Linked DNA regions of Callithrix jacchus: region 1 is linked to region 2. Evidence: chromatin contacts called from public Hi-C data. All regions are on one chromosome and are shown on one strand. Each heading gives the region's core, a stretch centred on a gene start, on an enhancer-like site or on the middle of the called end of the contact. The rest is flanking DNA. Distances are from core to core; before and after follow the strand shown.

Region 1 (3,374 bases), core at 458-2,957, 300 kb after region 2:
AGATCCGTGACTCAGTGGGAGAGTCAGAGAAGGCTTCCTGGGGAGGTGCTGTTGGGTCTGGGTGTGAAGACGGATTCATGGGAGTTGGCCAAGTGGGAGGTACCCTGGGCAAGGGTCAAGACTCCCGCCGGGTTGTTGGCAAATTCTGGGTGGCTTGGGAGGAGGTGGGGGCAGGTGAGTGGGTCATTGGAGGCAGAGGATAACATCTGGAGCCAGATCTGCAAATGCAAATATGCTCCTTCCACCGGAGTCCCATGGGGTAAGGGTCGCAGTCCTCATGAACGTTGCGGGTTCCTGGTCCCTGCCACGGCCCTGCTCAGCTTCTCTGGGCATGGGTGGAGGGATCCGGTCCCCGTGTGACTCCAGCACAAACCACAGGCTTGCTTTCAAGAAGCAGCACTTGAGTCAACGAGATGGGTGCAGGGAGCATCCAGGGTTCCCTTAGGGAAGGGCTCGGGCCAGGTGTAGGGTGTGGCACGTATGCTCTGGGGACATCAGGTCCAGGCAGTGGAGGGACATGACAGAGGGACCAGAAGGGAGGGAGACTCAGAGTGTGGGAAGAGAATGAAGGCTCTGTTGAGACCAGCATGTACGTGCCTAAATAGACTTTCCGTGTCTAGTGCGCCACCTGCATTGGCTGTGGCTGTGAAACCTGCCTCCCCAGCCCTGTCTCCTAAACAGAAGGCCTGGCATCTTCATTCAGTCCCTCCAGCTTGGCCATCCCATACCTGCAGCTCTCCCTTTGGGGCCTCGCTATCCTAATGACTGTATCTGTCTCTCTGTGTAGCCATGAAGAGTCTCTGCAGTTTAAACATGAACAGCACCAAGCTCTCAGCTGACACCTATGAAGATCTGAAGGTAATTTCCTCCTTCCTCCCCTCCTTCCTCCAGCCAGCATCTGGATGCTGGTGCATCGCCTGCACGGAGCTCATTCTCCAGTGAAAGACAATGACACCTGCAGATCAATACGTAAAATAACGGCAGGTCAAAAGGAGTGATGAAGAGGCAGCAGCGGGGGAGTAAGTGGAAATAGGAGAGGCTGTGTGGCCTGGGGTGATCAGGGATGGTCCCTTTGATGAAGAGGCCACAGGAGCTGGGACCTCAAAGGTAAGAAGTCAGAAATCCAAAGAGCAAGAGGAGCAGGTGCCAAGGTCCTGAGACAGAAGACATTGGCAAGGCCTGGCTTTGGAGCAGATGTAGCCGGGCAGTGAGAGGGAATGGGCCGGGGCTGGGTGGAAAAAGCTCTCATAGGTCTCAGCAGAGCAGCAAGTCATGCTTTGAAAAGCATGCTGTGGCTGTTGGGAGATAAATATTTTGAGAGGGAGCTGGATTCGAAGCAGGGAAGGCTGAGTGGGGCTGGTGCCTCACACTGCATTGTAAGAAAAGCACGTGCACACCTTGGGAAGGTTGGGGGAGCCAGGCCTTCACCTACCTCCTGTCACCCCATCCTCCTGGGCCTGTACCAGCCACCCCAGAAGGAGCAGGTGAGACCGGCAGAGGCCCAGTATCCTGGGAGAGAAGGGATGGGCTTGAAGGTGAAAAGCACAGATGGTGCCCATGAGCCACGCTGGCACCTTCGTGCCCTGGAAGCCACTTGGAGGGAATCCCCCAGCAGCCCTTGGCCGGGGCCTACCTCCTACAGCCAGGCCTCCTGCCGCCAGGGCGTGCTCCCTCACACATCCTCCAGACGCTTCTGGAGCCTCTGCTGTGTACCAGACCCGTGTCAGGGACAGGGATGCCGAGGTGTGCCTGCCACATTCCCTGCTGGGAGGCACAGGCAAGCTCAGCCAACCAAGGCGGGCACAGGGCCCAGTGGGGCCAGCAAGGAGGGACGGTCAGCAGAGCAACAGATGGCGGGAGCAGAGCCAGCTGAGCACCCACCCCAGAGTTTAGACCTCAGAGTGGCATCTGCAGACCAGCGCTCGGCCCCACTCGGGCCAACAGAAATCCAGGATCTGGGCCACCCCAGGCCTGTGAATCTGAGTGCGTGTTAACCCCACCCTGGGCAATTCCTGTGCACTCTCGAGTTTGAGAAACGCTGCTCTGGAGTGTCTTGAGTTTCGAGTGCTGAAAATCAGACGCTACTGAGACCAGATGGAAAGCAGACACCACGGGGAGTGCAGGAAGGGCCACGTGGGAAGAAAAATCACTTTCAGTCTATTTTTTTTATTTTCACACATTTGAGAGAGACATGGTGCCAACTTGATGCTGCCAGCCTGTGGCCGGCCTCCCTGAGGAGGGGATTCTGGAGCAAACAGAGACTGCCTGTCGTTTGGAGGAGGGGCCTCCGCTCAGTGCAGGGCTGGCCCCACCACATTGTTCACTGCCCGGTCTGGCCAGATCTTCCCATTTTTCAAGGAAACCTTGAATTCTAGACTCTTTGCGAAGTCTCCTGATTCTGAAAGGCTGGCTTAACGTGCTTTAAGCACTGCAGGTGGCTGCAGGCCCCTGCCTGTAGTCTCTGCCCGGGCAGTGGGGAGCCATTGAGGGCTGTTGAGCACAGGAGAGCAGCAGTGAGGAATTGGAATTGCATGTGCGTATGTGTACACATTTGCATGTTCATGCATATATGCATACATGCATCTAAAAAACGTGCTGGCCAGTGTACAGGAAAGTTGGGAGGGAGGAGGTAAAGGCATGAGGTCAGTTAGGAGGCAGCTACCTCTCTGTATAGTAGATGCTCATTAAGAAAAAAAAGCCAGGCGGGGCACAGTGGCTCACACCTGTAATCCCAGCACTTTGGGAGGCCAAGGCGGGTGAATCACGAGGTCAAGAGATCAAGACCATCCTGGCCAACATGGTAAAACCCTGTCTCTACTAAAAGTACAAAAATTAGCTGGGTGTGGTGGCGCATGCCTGTAGTTCCAGCTCCTTGGGAGGCTGAGGCAGGAGAATCACTTGAACCCAGGAGGTAGTGGTTGCAGTGAGCCGAGATTGTCCCACTGTGCTCCAGCCTGGCAACAGAGCGAGACTCCGTCTCAAAGAAAGAAAGGAAAAAATCCATCTGCTTATAAACGAAGAGTGGAAGAGGGTCTGGGTAGCAGAAAACAATGGAGAGACGAATCGTACAGTGTAGCAATGCATCCAGTGTAGGGAGAGCCCAAGTGGGAAGACTCTAAGTCAAGTCCCCACTACCTGAGACTTACTGCAGTCCGCTCCGTTCACCCTGACCATTTTCTGATAATGATGAGAATGTCACTGACAGGAAAGGAGAGAACAGTTTCCTTCCTTAGGGCACGTAATGGTGCCCTGGACTTTCTGCATTTGGTATTTAATCCCTAGCACTGTCCTTTGAGGCAGGGACTAGAATCAGATTGGCCCACGGGGGAAGAAACTGAGGCTCTGAGAGGCTGGGTTATCAGCCCATGGTCATG
Region 2 (3,248 bases), core at 414-2,913:
CTCATGAGAACTCTGTCATGAAAACAGCATGGGGGAAACTGCACCCATGAAGCAATCACCTCCCACCAGGTCCCTCCCTTGACACTTGAGGATTACAATTCAAGATGACATTTGGGTGGGGACGCAGAGCCAAACCATATCAATACCCAAAGTGGTGTTTCTTGTAGGTGGTCCGGGGGTGGGCAAAACAAAACTCCGGCTGGAGAAGTGGGGGTTAACAGCACCAGGAGGAGCCCACCCGCGTATGCACCAACCAGTGTTCCCCAGGGATCCCCCATCTCGCTCCAGCATCAGGGAATTGGAAGGAACCTGGTTACACAAGTCTCCTGCAGCCTTCACACTCATGTTTCTGAATTAAATTCAATAGGAGGCAACCTTCAGTTAAAAGCTCAGGTCCTGGAGCTAAATTTGGGTTCAAATCCGTTCTCTAGCACTAACTCATTTGTTAGCTGGGTCCTTCCTCTCTCTGCCTCAGTTTTCCTGGGGGCAGTGGCAAGGCCTCAGGGTTGTGCCAGACTAAGTGAGTTAATGCGTGGTAGTGCAGAGAACAGTAGCTGGTGCAAGTCGAGACCTCCTCGTGCTGGCTGTGAAGCCTTCATCTGTGAGCCCCATCAGTGCTCATAGCTACACACGCACGACCCACTTCTGCACAGTTGCCACTGCCAGCCCAGCCTGCATCTTCCCCGGCTGCATCCCAGAGCATGGAGCCAAGGGTGGGAGGACTCCTCACCCATGCACAGATGTATACTCCTGAACAATTTATGGGGAAAGGCAGTGCACACTCTCTTGGGCTAGAGGTGGCATGCTCAGAGATTTCCCTGCCTGGGACTCCTGCCATAAGGGTGGATGTGTTTCTATCAAGCAGGATACACTTATCAGCTGTGACCAGGAAAGGAGAAACTCACAATTCCAGCACGGCCAGAGAGCAGCCGCCACAGCCACCCCGTGCATGCCCAGCACAGCTGTGGGGCAGGGTGGAGGAGGAAGAGGGAGGTGCAGCTTGCCTTGGCTGCCCTCCCCTCCCGTCCTCTGCACTGCCCAGAAATTGTCCAGGGCCAGCATTCATCAGACACCTCCCCTACCAGGCCCTGTGGAGGGGTTGCTAAACTTAGTCATTGCACTCAGAATATTCCTGAGAGGTCTTTACAGCCCTTGCTCCACAGATAAGAAAGTCAGAAGCAATTAAACTTGTTCCATGGCCGGGTACAGTGGCTCATGCCTGTAATCCCAGCACTTTGGGAGGCTGAAGTAGGTGGAACACTTGAGGTCAGGAGTTCGAGCCCAGCCTGGCCAACATGATGAAACCCTATCTCTACTAAAATGTAAAAATTAGCCAGGCATGGTGGTGCATGCCTGTAATCCAGCTACTGTGGAAGCTGAGGCAAGAGAATCGCTTGAATCCAGGAAGTCCATGGGATCCACTTGAATCCAGGAGGTCGTGTTAAGCTGAGATTGTGCCACTGCGCTCCAGCCTGGATAACAGTGAGACTCGAACTTGCTCCAAGTCACACGGCTTGTCCGAGGCAGAGCCAGGATTTGGACCCATGTCTGTGATACCCAGCCGGTATTCTCTCTCTGACTGTCCTTTCTCCTTTATGCCATCTCTGTGTTGTTAGACACAATACAATAAGACCAGCACCAAATAAAGCTTCCTCTGCTCCAACAGGCCCCAGAGACACAGCCAGAAGAGCCCGGCCACGCTCAGGGTTCTCCCTTTCAGAGTTCTCACCTCTGCAGGGAAAAACTTTGAGACTTCTGATCTTTGCCACCCCCCGAATACATCCACATTCTACTCCTAGAACCAGTGAATACGTCACCTGACATGGCCGAAAGGGCTTTGCAAGTGTGATTAAGGACTCTGAGACAGGGCGATCGTTCTCCATTTCCAAGGTGGGCCTGCGTTAGTCCATTTTGTATTGCGAGAAAGGGATACCTGTAACTGGGTAATGTGCATGGAAAAGAGGTTTTTTGGCTCACAGTTCTGCAGGCCAAACAATCATGGCACCAGCATCAGCTGTTTCCAGGGAGAGCCTCAGGGCGCTGGTAGTCATGGTGAAAGGTGAAGGGGGCAGGTGTGTCACATGGCTTCACATGGCAAGAGAGGGAGCAAGGAGAGGGGAGGCGGGAGGTGCCGAGCTATTTTTTTTTTTTTTTTTTTTTTTTTGAAACAGAATCTTGGTCTTGTTGCCCAAGCTGGAGTGCAGTGGTGTGATCTCGGCTCACTGCAACCTCTGCCTCCGGGGTTCAAGCAATTCTCTTGCCTTAGCATCCTGAGTAGCTGGGATTATAGGCACCCACCACCACACCCAGCTAATTGTTATATTTTTACTAGAGACAGGGTTTCACTATGTTGGCCAGGCTGATCTCAAACTCCCGGCCTGAAGTGATCCATCTGCCTTGACCTCCCAAAGTGCTGGGATTACAGGAGTGAGCCACCATACCCAGTCATGTGCCAGGCTCTTCAAATAATCAACTCCTGGCAAGGTGCAGTGGCTCACACCTGTAATCCCAGCACTCTAGGGGGCCGAGGCAGGCAGATCACCTGAGGTCGGGAGCTTGAGACCAGCCTGACCGACATGGAGGAACCCCGTCTCTACTAAAAATACAAAATTAGCTGGGCATGGTGGTGCATGCCTGTAATCCCAGCTACTCAGGAGGTTGAGGCAGGAGAATCACTTGAACCCAGGAGGCGGAGTTTGCAGTGAGCCGAGATCATGCCACTGCACTCCAGCCTGGGCAACAAAAGCAAAAAAAGCAAAACTCTGTCTCAAAACAAAAACAAAAACAAACAAAAAAACCTCTCATGTGAACTCACTACCATGGGGAGGGCACTCACTCATGAGAGGTCTCCCACCATGACCCGAACACCTCCCACCGGCCCCACCTCCAACACTGGGGATCCCATTTCAATATGAGATTTGGAGGGAACAGACATCCAAATGCTCTCTGGGCCCCGCCGCAATCACAAAGGTCCTTATCAGGGAGGCAGGAGGGTCAGAGAGAGGAGACGTGACAACCAGCACAGAGGCTGGAGCAGGGCACAGGGGTGAAGGCCGAGCACCAGGAGGGGTCTCCCGAGAGCCTCCGGAAGGAACCAGCCTGCTGAAACCTTGATTCTAGCCCAGCGAGAGCAGCGTTGGACACCAGGCCTCCCGATGGCGAGATAACTCATCCGTGTTGCTTTAAGCCACTGCACGTGTGGGAGTTTGTTACAGCAGCCATAGGAAACTGATGCAGCCCTGCCCCCT

What was found. A called contact is a pair of places that touch in the nucleus more often than the background predicts.
Region 1: a contact with region 2 is called in a Hi-C map of induced pluripotent stem cells, with 3 times the contacts expected there. The contact joins two enhancer-like sites. A contact is called at or near these places in 2 of 3 Hi-C or Micro-C datasets (induced pluripotent stem cells and skeletal muscle).

The regions. Positions count from the first base shown.
Region 1 is chr20:39,249,299-39,252,672 of calJac240_pri, forward strand. CMIP (c-Maf inducing protein) reads left to right here. Exons shown (of 21, transcript XM_035281878.3): 20 at 788-858. Among named protein-coding and RNA genes, the nearest start is that of PLCG2, 70 kb to the right of the region's middle. Within about 2 kb of position 1,708, at least 5 of the 16 cell types and tissues checked have an H3K27ac peak or open chromatin away from gene starts, as enhancers often do.
Region 2 is chr20:38,947,983-38,951,230 of calJac240_pri, forward strand. No RefSeq gene overlaps it. Among named protein-coding and RNA genes, the nearest start is that of CMIP, 53 kb to the right of the region's middle. Within about 2 kb of position 1,664, at least 5 of the 16 cell types and tissues checked have an H3K27ac peak or open chromatin away from gene starts, as enhancers often do.